Linked DNA regions of Zea mays: region 1 is linked to region 2. Evidence: chromatin contacts called from public Hi-C data. All regions are on one chromosome and are shown on one strand. The core of a region is the stretch at or near the end of the contact, and the rest is flanking DNA. Distances in the headings are between cores, read along the strand shown. Region 1 holds the start of LOC100283468. Region 2 holds the start of LOC103640871 (U-box domain-containing protein 43).

Region 1 (7,675 bases), core at 3,194-5,693, 170 kb after region 2:
GCGTATTTGGACCCGAAATAAAAAAAATAACACAGATTTGTCTTAAAAATATCCTCCATATGAGCACAATTTTATTAGGTTGAATAAATGCAGTATGACAGAAAACAGTTGTCAACTCTGTATCAGTGACTGTCTATATCCAGAACGCATTTTTTTTACTAGATGGTGTACCATGCTAGCTATAGATGCACTATGCTGAACTTTTATTATGATTGACCATGTAATCTGTTGGAATATATCACTTCACTTGTTCCAAAATATACATATGTCAAGGGACAACCAAGCTATTGAATAAATAAAGTATTTTTCAACAATTATCAGCACCTGAGGGATGTACTTGATTGCTGTCATGCCAACTTGTATTGAACTGAAATTCACATTGAACGAGGGGGGAAATAAGTGCCACAATTACCAAGAGGATCAAGATTTTGATCTTGAATGAACTGCTACACTAGCTGGCGAAGAACTATCAAAATTTCAAATAATGAAGATAAAGAAAACTTACTTGAATACATCAATAAGCCAAAGCCAGTCACTTTTTGGCCAAGCAATAATGAGGCAAACAAGAGCGGCGATCCAGACAATAGCAGAAATTGATATGCAAACTTTGGAGACTTTCTGTGTTCCTCGCTATATGTTTCGGTTTGGATAATTCAAAAGAGTTTAGGAGTCAGTAACAGCTAGGAGAAAATTTCATGGTCAATAACATAGCAAACTAACCTCATATATGAATACTTGAAAAACGGTAAAGGCTGTCAATGCTACAGCATGCAGTGAAAAAGCAACATCATTTGCAGCAACAGGAATCATCTGCATAAAGGAAAAATGAACTGTCAAATGGATTGGAGACTACCATTTCATAGTTGAAAAATGTCTGTTCACAGATGTTATGGCAAATAGATGTTTTATTAATTTGTTCAGATATGTTAGTTGACAGAAATGATTCGTTACTTCCCTCAGATAAGATTTGTTAGCAGGTTTGTTAGATGCCTGGTCTACAAAGGCAGCCGTAACACATATGTTAGGCAAGCAGAAATAGATCTAAAAGCAGTTGACCCTCCAGAAGGAGGGGCTGATCTATCTGATGTTCATATCCTGCTACCATGCAGCTGCAAACCCAGTGCTGAAGGCAAGAACATCTTTCCAAATAACATTTTCACATTTCCTACACATGCACCTGCAGCTCCCGCAGTTCAGCATTGTTCTACATTACAGTTAATGGTGTGCCTGGCACGCTAGCAGCTTACATAATTTGAAGTGTCAGCCCTTTTGAAGAAGCATCAAGTATAACTGTAACCTATAACACTACCAAACGAGCCTCAAAGAGGAGTTGATTTGAAATATTTTAAATAAAACCATACAACACTATGATGTTGATTATGTCAATCACAGAACATCTCAGATGTTCATATCCTGATGGGTTTAAACGACAAAAAATCCAATAACATGAGCCAGAGCTGCTCCCCTCGTTGTAACAGTCAATAGATAAACTTCATTATATAGCTCCCTCCCTCCCTCTGCCTCTATACGTCCCCAATCCGCTTGGAATACATATAAGGAAGCAAAGCTAACAAAGGGCAAACTATTCAAGTAACAGCACAAGAAAAATTAATGTCCACATAGTTGTGTACTAATGTGGTTATGTGTCACCCAATTATCGGGAGTAAGTATCTTCCTTCTATTAATCAACAGTAGTCCTATCTGGAATATATATGTTCTGTTAAAAACTTAAAATACATGTATTGTGAACAATCCCTTATTACCAGATACCAGTTTACAATTATGAAGGTGAGATTTCTAAAGAATCAAGAAATAAATTCAGGATAAGTTGCTGACTTTACGTGATACTAAAACTGAAAAGAAGCAAATCATCACCAATTAGCTTATTCATTTCATTTCCAACATGAACTCTGAAAAATCTGTATTTAATATCTGAAGACAGTAAGACAAACCTCTTTATCACCATATTTGTCATGATACTGTTGCTGGATGAATGGGCTGAAGAAGAGAGCAGCATTGTATATGAGGTAGGACGAGTGCTTTGTCAAGTTCAACACCAGAAAATCGAAATTCAGGCCCACAACACTGCAAGAGATAACATTAAATCAGCCATAGACCAAAGACTTTTCATGAAGAAGCATATATTCGGATCAGAATATCAGATAAGACTTAACTGTTTAAGACCAAAGCAATAACTTAAACCTTTATTTTTTAAACACAATAGAAACCAAAGAGGGTAAAAGTTGCACATGCATCATCACTGAAGCACCAACAGGCGTCGGATGCCTCTGTGGGCGCCATGCACCAAGATTTTCCCTAAGGAATACCGGGATACGAGGCGACGACGTTCCTACTTCTACACCGCTATGCCGCCCTCCACCACCCTGCCCGTCGTGCCACCTACCACCCTCCTACACACCACAATAGCCACAGCTGCCTCGTTTGTCCCCCTTCTCATCCACCAGATCAACTTTCCCTCCCTGCCATCCCCGCTCTACCAACGTTTCCACAGGGGTCACCTTTCTCATCTGCACGGGCGCCCTCCACGGTAGACACTGCTCATGTGTCCATCGATTCAGGCGTTCCTCACTTCAGCAAGCTCGACTTCTCCACCTACGACGACAAGGACCCCCTAAACTTACTCAACCATTACGAGCAGTTCTTTAGTGGGAGCGTACATTTGCCTCAAATTAAGTCTGCCTCGCTTCCTACCACCTCGTGAGCGTGGTCCAGACACGGTACTATGCCTTGGAGCAAGATGAGGGCATTGCCATCGTGGGAGTGATTCAAGGATCTTTGGCGTCTGTGATTTGGCCTAGCCATCCACACCAATCGTCTCGTCAAACTAGCGAGGCTCCCTTCCATGCCACGGTCCAGGACTACCACGAGCGCTTCAACGTGCTAGTGTGCCTAGGGGCTAGGGGTGGTAATGGATCATGATCCAAATGCTTCTTCACAAAACGACAGGGCCCTAAATAAATTTTAGTTCAAAAATAAATAGAAATAGGGTTCGATCCTAATCCAATCTAATCTTTAAATCTTATAGTGTAAAATTTAGAGCCTATTGTCACCTATAGGTGTGCTACATGTCGAATCTTCTGCCAGTCCAAAAGGTCAACCTCTTAGTTGGGGGTCTTCCGAAGCACATTCAGGTCGACATCAAGCTCCAAGAAACCAAGACCTACAGATGGCCATGCACCTGGCACAAACCTACGAGCGTCGCGTCATGGCCACCATGCCAGTCCCGATGCCGCAAGTCTTCCAGTTAAAATAGAGATTGCTTAGGAGCTAAGTTTAAGTTGGTTTAAAAAATAGGATTGGTTTATTAGGAAAGGAGAGTCCAAATCTGTAAGTATTCCTCCTCTAGTTTGCTTGGGAGCTAAGCCCTCTGGGGACTATAAATATAAAGGCAATGTAACTATTTTAAAGTAAGCAAGATAACTATATTGCTTGGCCTCAAGGGCCATCTCCCATGTGTCTATCGCCCGTCTACTCCTTGTGCACTGTGCACCGTCCGGTGTACACGTCCCGACCATAGATCTCCTATCCATACAACTTACGCAGCCACTGTAGGATTCTAGATCCTATCAGCTATCAACAGTACTATATCACATTAATTTATCTCCCCACAACACAATTTTCATGTGTTTGATGTGTCCATATTTGCTCAGACCCTAAAGCTATTTCTGCTTGGGCATGGCAAACAGCTGCTACTAGCCTGGTAAGGAATTACTTCGCAATCCACAAACGAATTACTTTGTACTACCCAGTATCCTTTGACATGCCCTTCTACATTTTTCCACAAATCCACACGCACCTCCACAATCTACTCGTGATCACATCCTACGGCAGGTGGAATGAGACTGATAGAATTCCAGGTAAATCACTACAGAGCTAACGGAGAAACGATCACCTGCTTCTCCTTGCGTTTTGAAATTTCTACCGAGAGAGTCATTCAATACAACCCGTACAAATTGTCACCTACTGTCCCGAGCTTGCAGAGCAACGAGACGAACCAGAGAATCAAACAGCTGAACGAATCGAGCATTCGAGCCTCACAAGCATGAGTAATTAAATAAAGGTGGATCCCCCCTCGAGGCCCCAAATCAAGGCACGGGCGCGGAAAGTGAATCCCCGCTCGGAGGAAATGGTTCGCAAGAAATGAGTGGCGGAGCAAGAATCGTGCCGACCTCTTGCGCTTGTAGTTGAGGAGGACCTGCGGGTAGAAGCTGAAGGACCACGCGGCGAAGGCGACCCAGCCCAGCACCTGGTACAGGATCGCCAGACCCACCGAGTTCCACGACGACGACATGGCCGACGACGCCTATTCCCGTCCCCCCTTTCCCCGTCTCGTAGCTCTAGCTCCCTATTGGGTGGAGAATGGGGACGGAATCGCCTTGCGCGTGCGATACTCGTATTTTTCTGCTTGGCTGCCGGCTCCGCTACGCTGGGGTCCATTTTTTGCTCCGTCGCGACCGGATTTTTATAGTGGAGGAAAAGCGAGGCCGAGCCAAACTGTCTCTCTGGAGCAGCAGGAATGGTAGGCATCGACGAACGACGGATGTGGCCCCGGACCGTTGAGGCGCTCCTAGACGGGTTCGCGGCGCCGTGCGTTCCCGGCGAACACACGAAAACGAAAAAGGGCCAAACCGAGTGGTGCCCTGGTCATCAAGGGGCTGGCCCGCCATAATTTATGGGCACATAAGTTTTTTTAAAAAAAAAACATACGATGATCCGAAACCCAAGAGATGGCAACAATGAAGGTTTGCTATCCCAGATCCGATCCCATCAATTAAAAACTCTCCACTCTAAAACCTGCAACCGTGCACGGGTACGATTTCACACACATATCTCAACATGTCGGTTATTCTATACCCGACAGGTACCCGTACTTGTCTAGAGTGGTAGAGTTGCGCATGTCTGCCCAACTTAATTTAGCGCGAATGATGAGTGTCAAGTGGTAATATCCGGCCTTCTGTCTTCCATCTTCCAGGTGCGAGCGTGCCACGTGCCTACGCGCGACTTGGTCGCTTGGCGAATTAACGAAGAGTCACATCACAGAAGTTTGGAGCCTTGGACATGCTATATTGTTTTGGTTGGTTGTCTGCCTACTGCTATCATATGTCCCAAGGCCTATGTAGCATGTAGTTGTACCGAGGAGCCCAAGACAAATCATTGAGCTAGGCTAAAAATTTAGAGAATTTGTTGGCTATATTCCAGGTATATTATACCCATGGGTACACGGGTACGGGTTTAATGAGTGCGTACCTGTTCTACCCATTGGGTCCTCTTTCTCTCCCATTAATAGACCCACGGGTATATAATTGTTGAAAGTCGCCTAGATGGGGGTGAATATGGCGAATCTAAAATTTATAAACTTAAGCACAACTACAAGCCGAGTTAGCGTTAGAAATATGAACGAGTCCGAGAGAGAGGGCAAAAACAAATCGCAAGTAAATAAAGAGTGAGACACAAGGATTTGTTTTACCGAGGTTCGATTCTTGCAAACCTACTCCCCGTTCAGGTGGTCACAAAGACCGGGTCTCTTTCATCCCTTTTCCTCTCTCAAACGGTCACTTAGACCGAGTGAGCTTCTCTTCTCAATCAAACGGGACATAAAGTCCCCGCAAGGACCACCACACAATTGGTGTCTCTTGTCTCGGTTACAATTGAGTTGATCACAAGAAGAATGAGAAAGAAAAGAAGCAATCCAAGTGCAAGAGCTCAAATGAACACAAATGTCGCTCTCTCTAGTCACTATTTGATTTGGAGTGATTCCGGACTTGGGAGAGGATTTGATCTCTTTGGTTGTGTCTAGAATTGAATGCTATAGCTCTTGTAATGTGTTGGAGGTGGAAAACTTGGATGCAATGAATGGTGGGGTGGTTGGGGTATTTATAGCCCCAACCACCAAAAGTGGCCGTTGGAAGGCTGTCTGTCGCATGGCGCACCGGACAGTCCGGTGCGCCACCGGACACTGTCTAGTGCGCCAGCCACGTCAGCCGGCCGTTGGGTTCTGACCGTTGGAGATCTGACTGGTGGGGCCTCTGGGCTGTCCGGTGGTGCACCGGACAGGTCCTGTAGACTGTCCGGTGCCCCTTCTGCGCGTGCTCTGACTCTGGCGCGCACTGTAGCGCATTTAATGTGGTTGCAGTCGACCGTTGGCGCGAAGTAACCGTTGCTCCGCTGGCACACCGAACACTGTCCGGTGCTTCACCGGACAGTCCGGTGAATTATAGCGGATCGGCCTCCCATTTTCCCGAAGGTAGCGAGTTCAGCTTCAGGTTCCCTGGTGCACCGGACACTGTCCGGTGGTGCACTGGACACTGTCCGGTAGCACACCGGACAGTCCGGTGCGCCAGACCAGGGTGCCTTTGGGATGTCTTTAGCTCTCTTTATTTGAACCCATCTTTGGTCTTTTTATTGGCTTGTTGTGAACCTTTGGCACCTGTAACACTTATAGACTAGAGCAAACTAGTTAGTCCAATTATTTGTGTTGGGCAATTCAACCACCAAAATCAATTTAGGAAAAGGTGTAAGCCTATTTCCCTTTCAATCTCCCCCTTTTTGGTGATTGATGCCAACACAAACCAAAGCAAATATACAAGTGCATAATTGAACTAGTTTGCATAATGTAAGTGCAAAAGGTTACTGAGAATTTGAACCAATAAATTCTCATAAGATATGCATGGATTGTTTCTTTATATTTTTAACATTTTGGACCACGCTTGCACCACATGTTTTGTTTTTTGCAAATTCTCTTGTAAATTCTTTTCAAAGTCCTTTTGCAAATAGTCAAAGGTAAATGAATAAGTTTAGAAGCATTTTCAAGATTTGAAATTTTCTCCCCCTGTTTCAAATGCTTTTCCTTTGACTAAACAAAACTCCCCCTTAATAAAATTCTCCTCTTAGTGTTCAAGAGGGTTTTAGATATTAGTTTTGAAAGGGTTGTACCAATTTTAAATTCTATCAAAAATAAGATATCAATTGGAAACACATCATGGGAAATCACCAAAAAACTTTTCTTAACTCAAATTTTTAGAAAATTGATGGTGGTGTGGTCCTTTTGCTTTGGGCTAATACTTTCTCCCCTTTGGCATGAATCGCCAAAAATGGATACTTGAGTGAAGTATAAGCCCTTCTAACTATTTTCTCCCCCTTTGGCGAACAAAATATGAGTGAAGATGATACCAAAGTTGGAGAGTGGCACGGAGTGACGGCGAAGGATGAGAAAATACAATGGAGTGGAGTGGAAGCCTTTGTCTTCGCCGAAGACTCCTATTCCCTTTCAATCTATGACTTGGTTTGAAATACACTTGAAAACACATTAGTCATAGCACCTGAAAGAGATATGATCAAAGGTATATTAAAGAGCTATGTGTGTAAAACATCAAAAGAAATTCCTACAATCAAGAATATTTAGCTCATGCCTAAGTTTGTTAAAGGTTTGTTCATCTAGTGGCTTGGTAAAGATATTGGCTAATTGTTCTTTAGTGTTGATATAAGCAATCTCGATATCCCCCTTTTGTTGGTGATCCCTTAGAAAATGATACCGAATGACTATGTGTTTAGTGCGGCTATGTTCAACGGGATTATCCGCCATGCGGATTGCACTCTCATTATCACATAGAAGAGGAACTTTGGTTAATTTGTAACCATAGTCCCTAAGGGTTTG
Region 2 (7,176 bases), core at 368-2,867:
TTCTGTGCTGTCAGAAGTCAATGACTTACGAGCGACGTCAAGTTTGGCCGCCTCGTTGCGATTCATCCATTCATCAATAGTGTTCCTCAGAGCTATGCTTGGATTTAACTCAGTGTTGCTGAGCTCCATCTTAGTTACAGGGCAGACAAGCCTCCTTCCACTGCTAAGACATTCATTGAAATAATTCAAAATGGCATTGCGTTCAAACGTAACACCACTGTCAATAGAAACAGGATCCCGCATAACCTGTTTGGTAAGCGGGCATAGGAACGACTCATATATAGGTTCAACACGCAAGCTATCAGTGGCCTGTGACATTGAATCATAATGACCATCCTGGACTTCTGCCATCACTAGTGAAACACTGCAAACAAGTTAAAAGGTGCTACGTTAACATAGGTGGCATGTTGATATATGATTGCAAGACACACGGACTTGAAGCAACAGTTGCAGTTGCTTCGAATTCAAAGAGCAAAACAGAGATTCATGTCCATATCCACAATGAACAAAAGGAAATTGAATGAACCAAGTGGTACTATGATCCATAAAATGAATAACACCAAAAAAAAATACATTGGCTGTGGCTATAGCAGGACTTTAACTTATGGCTCCATAGCAGGACCTAGGGTACGCCAAACCAGTGCTCCAATAGATAAATGGATATAATCCAAAGAACAATCCAGCATGCATACAAGTATAAGACAGCTAAAAATGCAGTAATGTATTTAGAAGAACCCGTAACATATTGAACGCGAAAAAATAAAATTCAAAACTTGCAATGTCTGTGTTCCTCTTCATACCCAAATAATTCTACAAAGAAAATATGAAATAAATCAACAATTAGCAAATGAATCATCAATTACAACAGGAAAAAATTGCATAACTCCTAGCCCAACCCGTGCTGTCCAGTAGAGCACAATAGCAACCAGCAAGCTAGGGTTTGCACGTTGCACCTTGCCACCATACCTTGGGCTGTTGGGCAGACCCGGTGTTGGATCGGCGGGCGTCGAGAACGGCGGCGAGACGGAGGAGGCGCGGACGCCGAGGGCTCGAGACAGGACCAGAGGAGGGGATTCGCCGCTTGAATTCAGTTCGCCGGCGCGAATTCACCACCAGCAGCCGGTCCCGGTCGCCGCACGCCGCTTCTGGGACTGGGAGGGTCGCGAGTCGCGCCGCGGTCACGGCCGGGGCCGCCCTTCCGCTCCGTCGGCGGGTCGAGTGGCCCACGGGGAACGGGGGAAACTGAAAAGCGCTACCCGAGCATGAGGGGCGGTCAGGTCAGGCAGCGGATCTGTGGCGACGGATCCCGCCCGCGGGGGGCCGAGCGTCGAGATGGCGCCGGGAGGGGGAGGGAGAGAGGAAGGCAGAGGAAGGAATGATTGGCGGCGTTGCGCTCGACTGCTCGTCCGCTGCCGCTACTGCGACGAGGAGCTAGCAAGTAAGCAAGAGAAGGCAACCCGCGGACCGGACGCGGCTCCCCTGGACTCGGACTGCAGTCTGCAGAGGCAGGCGTCGTAGAATGACTCCGGAATCCAGAGACAGCGTGGATTAATGATGGGGGCATGATTGGTTCATGAATCGGCTTGTTTTCCGGATACCTTGTGGGCCGGAAAGGGCTGTTGATGGGCCGGAAAAAATACACCACGGCATCACCGTCCTCTGTCGATGACAATTTAATCCGTGGATTTAATATCCGTCGGATATTCGATTCGACGGATCCGGATATGGATATGTTTTTTGACCCACGGATTAGACCTGTATCCAATCTGAGATAAACTGGGCATAAATTTGGATATTAAATCTCACCCGCAGGTTACCAGTTGGATAACCGAAATTAACCAATACTTTAATTTTTTTGCCCAGACAAGTAGACAGCCCAGCCGGGAGCCGGCCCAGCCCACACATGGACACACCGACATCACTGCATCAGCAAACCCTAATCCCTAACACTAGCAATTTATCTATTTTGTTGTTTACCATGATGAATATGATTCTACTATTATTAACTAAAAAATTCAACCTTGGCTACTATAGTGGTGGTTCTGTGCTGAGATTTCATGGTATGTTTTCCATATATAATTTCTTTATGATAAAACATTATAACTAGAAAATAAAATGTTCTTTGATTTGCATGTCTCCTGCTATTACGCACTAGCATATTGTCGTAGTCACATGTACAAGGCTTAGACGCTCAGCTAGTATAGTAGTATTCTTGTATTCTTACATTTTGACTGATGATTAGGAAGAAATTTGATTAATTATGTTATTGAATTGTTGAAAATAGTTTTTTGTCATATTCGATGGATATCTGATGGATATCCGAAACCCGATGGGTATGGGCATGCATATGAATTTCTACCCACGGGTATAGTCGCGGGCGGATATTTACAGTATCTGATTCGAATCCGACCCGTTGCCATCCCTAGTCAATGACATGCCAAGGACGTCACAAGAACAACCACAAGGACGGCACGGTTTCAACTCAATTATGAGTCGTCCTCTATCATTGGTGATTTCAACTTCTGTCCCTCGTTAGAGGATATAAAGCCAGGTGAGAATGTGTCGTAGATGAATCTCTTCAACTCAATTATTAGCAGTCTTAGAATCATTGAAATCTCTCTAAAGGACAGAAGCTACACTTGGAGCAATATACAATCGAATCCCTTACTAGTTCAGCTTGATTGGTGTTTCACTTCTATCAACTGGACCTCCACTTACCCCAATACCTTGTTTACTCCCCTTGCCAAGACTATTTCTGATCACATCCCTTGTGTGATTAAGATTGGTACTTCCATTCTCAAAGCTAGTTTCTTTTGCTTCGAAAATTATTGGATTGATCTTCCTGGCTTCATGAATGTAGTCCATAGTGTTGGATAAATGTGGGCTTGGCTCAATTAATATTCAATAATAGTCAATGCTAATGACCCACTTTAAATGCTATGGTGTATTAATAATTTAGCATTGTATTGGAAGTTTAAGGGACAAATCAATCGACTTAAATAGGTGGACTGTTGATGCATCTATTGAGAAGTTGAGAAAATGATGAAGGACTGTCATGCGCGCGACGCCGTTGCACTTGTTTTATTGTTGTTTACTGCTTATACGAGTAGTTATGAAACATGCATATATATATATCATCACATATATGCCATTGTTTTCTGGGTTAAATTAAAACTAAAAATGCCTACATTTCTAATAATCCAAAAAATTGATATTAGTCATTTTTCTGTTAGTAGTTTTGTTGCTACATTAAAACCAAGTGAATCATTTGATGGGAGGTTTTACAAGAGATGGTGTAGTAAGATGATATTGTGATTGACTGCAATGAACTGCTTTCACACTGCACAGGGAAAACCCGAATAGTTCACTCCTGAAGAGGAGAAAATGTTCGACATTGTCGATAACATGTTTCGAAGCGTCGTTATTGATGCTCTTGACAACAAGTATGTTGATTCTTATCTAACGTGCACATCTGCAAAAGAATTATGGGATGCATTACATGAGAAATTTGGTGTTTCTAATGTCGGTAGCGAGATGTACATCATGGAGCAGCCGTTTGACTATAAGATGGTGGAAAATCGTCCTGTAGTTGAACAGGCTCATGAAATAAAAGCATCGGCCAAGGAACTCGAACAATTCTCATGTGTCTTGCCTAACAAGTTCGTGGCTGACGGTATTATCGCTAAGTTGTCGTCTTTTTGGATGGACTTTGCTACAACTCTAAAACACAAGAGACAAGAGTTTAGTGTGGCTGGACTTTTTGGTTCTCTTGATGTTGAGGAGAGGGCGAGAGCAAAATACACTCGTGAAAAAGGAATTAAGACTTCTAGTGCCAATATAGTACAAAATAAAAATTACAATGCATCACGTAATAATAAAAAGAAGAATAAGCAACAGAATGCCACGAAGCCCAAGCAGGAAGCCACGTTCAAAAAGAAGAACAAAGGAGCTAGTTGCTTTGTTCGTGGGAGTACTAATCATTGAACAAGTGTTTGTCCATATCGCAAATTTAAGCAAGAGAAAAAACCAGCTCAAGAGAAGAAAACAGTAAACATGGTTATTAGCGAGACTAGAGAAGGAACATCGATTTAAGGTAATCTTTTATCTACTGTTCTTTCAGTGTGTCAATCCCCTGAGTGGTGGGCTGATATTGGCGCTAATATTCATGTGTGTGCAGATATTTCTTTGTTTTCTTCTTATCAGTGCAAAGGGACTGGAGCTTTGATGATGGGGAACTGATCGCATGCGCGTGTTCTTGGTGTTGGTACAGTCATTCTGAAGTTTACTTCGGGAAAGACGGTGCTATTGAAGAACGTGCAGCATGTCCCCTCCTTCAAAAAAATCTAGTTAGTGGCTCACAATTATGTAGAGATGTCTACAAATTTGTTTTGAGTCTAATAAATGTATATTGTCTAAGTATGGGACATTTGTCGAAAAAGGCTATGACAGTGAAAGCTTGTTCCATTTATCTTTGCATGATACATGTAATAAGTATGTGAACAATATTGTTTCGAATGAGTCAAATGTTTGACATTCACGACTTTGTTATATCAATTTTGGTTGTGTCTCGCGGTTAGCAAATTTAAACTTAATCTCATAATTTGATTTAGTCAAAGGTTCTGAGTGCCAGGTGTATGTGCAATCTAAGCAACCTCCCAAGCCTCATAAGGCTGTAGAGGCGAGGAATTTTGCACCACTAGACTTAATACATTCTGATTTATGTGAGATGAATGGAATATTGACAAGAGGAGGCAAGTGATACTTTATTACTTTTATCAATGATTCTACTAGATTTTGTTATGTGTATTTTTAAAATAAAAAGATGAAGCCTTGCATTATTTTAAGACCTACAAAGCTGAAGCTAAAAATCAACTCGAGATGAAAATTAAACGGTTAAGGTCTGATCACGGTGGAGAATATTTTTTGAGTGAATTTTCTAATTTTTGTGTGGAACATGGTATTATTCATGAGAGGACACCACCATACTCACCACAATCCAATGGGGCTGCTGAAAAAAGAACCGTACTCTAACTGATTTGGTAATACCATGTTAGAGACTTCGGGGATATATAAGGAATGGTGGGATGAGACGATCTTGATTGTGTATTATGTCATGAATAAAGTTCCCACAAAGAACAAAGAAATCACACCATTCAAGGAATGGGAAAAGAAGAAATTAAATATCTCCTATTTACGCACCTGGTGTTGTTTGGCTAAAGTGAGTGTGACAATTAACAAGAAGAGCAAATTAGGACCGAAAACTGTTGATTGTGTTTTCCTTGGGTATGCTTTCCACAACATTGGATATATGTTTTTAATTATAAACTCTAGAGTATCGGTTGGTTGGTACAATTATGGAGCCAGAGATGCTACGTTTTTAGGATGGATTTCGTATGAAAATTACACATGATATGTAACCAACGATACCCCATGAGCATTTGATTCCGATAGAACACACTGAGGAATCCCATATACATAATCATGTGGAAGATGACAATGTATCAACTCAAAAGAGTAAGAGACCAAGGACTGCAAAGTCCTTTGGTGATGATTACATTGTATATCTTGTGGATGACACACCAAGTACCATTAAAGAGGCATATTCATTTCCTGATGCTGGCTTTTGGAAGGAAGCAATAAGGAGTGAGATGGATTCTATTGTGTCTAATGCAACTTGGAAGGTCGTTTAGCATCCTTATGGGTGTAAGCCCATTGGGAGTAAATGAGTGTTCAAGAAAAAGCTTAGGCCTGATGGTACTGATGAAAGGTACAAGGCGAGGCTTGTAATTGAAGGCTATTCACAGAAGGAAGGCGAAGATTTCTTTACCTGTGGCTCGATTGACCACAATTCGTGTGCTAGTTTCTTTGGATGTCTCTCATGGTCTTCTCGTCCATTGAATGGATGTTAAGACAACATTCCTAAATCGAGAACAAGATGAGGAAATTTACATGGAGCAGCTAGTTGGGTTTGTAGCAAATGGTCAAGAAGGCATGGTATGTAAATTATTGAAATCTTTATATGACATAAACAAGCACCTAAGCAATGACATGAAAAGTTCGAAAGAACTTTGATATCTGTCGGCTTTGTTGTGAATGAAGCAGACAAATGTGTATACTATCGGTATGGTGGGGGCGAGGGAGTAATTTTATGCCTATATGTTGATGACATTCTAAGCTTGGGACAAGTCTTGATGTGATTAAAGAGACAAGAGACTTTATGTCTAATAATTTTAAAATGAAAGATATGGGAGAAGCTGATGTTATTCTTAACATTAAGCTACTGAGATAAGGCAATGGTGAGATCACACTTGTGTAATCCCATTATGTGGAAAATGTTTTGAGTCGCTTTGGTTTTAGTGAATGTTAACCTTCTCCAACGCCTTATGATCCTAGTAAGCTATTGAAGAAAAATCAAAGGATAGCAAGGGATCAATTGAGATATTCCCAAATAATTGGTTCACTTATGTATTTAGCTAGCGCTATGAGGCCTGACAACTCGTTTGTTGTGAGCAAACTTAGCAGTTTTGTTTCAAATCCGGGAGAAGATCACTGGCGTGCTCTTGAGAGAGTTTTGCACTATCTAAAAGGTACTATGAGTTTAGACATCCATTATACTGGGTACCCAACAGTACTGGAGGGTTACTGTGATGCAAACTTGATATCTGATGTTGATGAGATATATGCCACAAGTGTATATTTGTTTTCACTTGAAGGTGGCGCTGTTTCATGGAAGTCTTGCAAGCAGACCATCTTAACGAGGTCGTCTATGGAAGCAGAACTCACAACATTAGATATCACTTCAGTTGAGGCTGAGTGGCTTCGTGAACTCCTTATGGATTTACCGGTGGTTGAAAACATGTGCCGGTTATTTCCATGAACTGTGTTAACAGACTGTGATAATTAAGATAAATAGTTCTAAGGATAATATGAAGTCGACAAGGCACATAAAGAAGCGTTTGAAATCTGTCAAGAAATTGAGAAACTTTGGAGTAATAGCGTTGGCAGGTCAATTTACTAAGGGCTATCATGTAGTGTGATAGATAGTGCATCAAGTGAGATGGGCCTGAGACCCACCTAAAAGTTTATCAAAGTGGTAAGTTGTTCTATGTGATCGGAGTTCCCATGAATTAGAATGGTGAAACAATCTAGTGGTAGACTGAGAGGAAAGACCTTAAT

What was found. Hi-C and Micro-C count contacts between places; a contact is called where the count stands out from the background.
Region 1: a Hi-C map of tassel shows a contact between it and region 2, with 2.3 times the contacts expected there. The contact joins the promoter of LOC100283468 here to the promoter of LOC103640871 in region 2. A contact is called at or near these places in 6 of 25 Hi-C or Micro-C datasets (ear, leaf, tassel and 1 more).

Annotation. Positions count from the first base shown.
Region 1 is chr10:12,862,884-12,870,558 of Zm-B73-REFERENCE-NAM-5.0, forward strand. LOC100283468 reads right to left here and starts at 4,444. Exons shown (of 8, transcript NM_001369665.1): 1 at 4,191-4,444; 2 at 1,953-2,085; 3 at 721-810; 4 at 506-630; 5 at 325-367. The coding sequence starts at 4,312.
Region 2 is chr10:12,696,664-12,703,839 of Zm-B73-REFERENCE-NAM-5.0, forward strand. It overlaps LOC103640871 (U-box domain-containing protein 43), which reads right to left and starts at 1,618. Exons shown (of 4, transcript XM_008664325.4): 1 at 967-1,618; 2 at 1-364. The coding sequence starts at 351.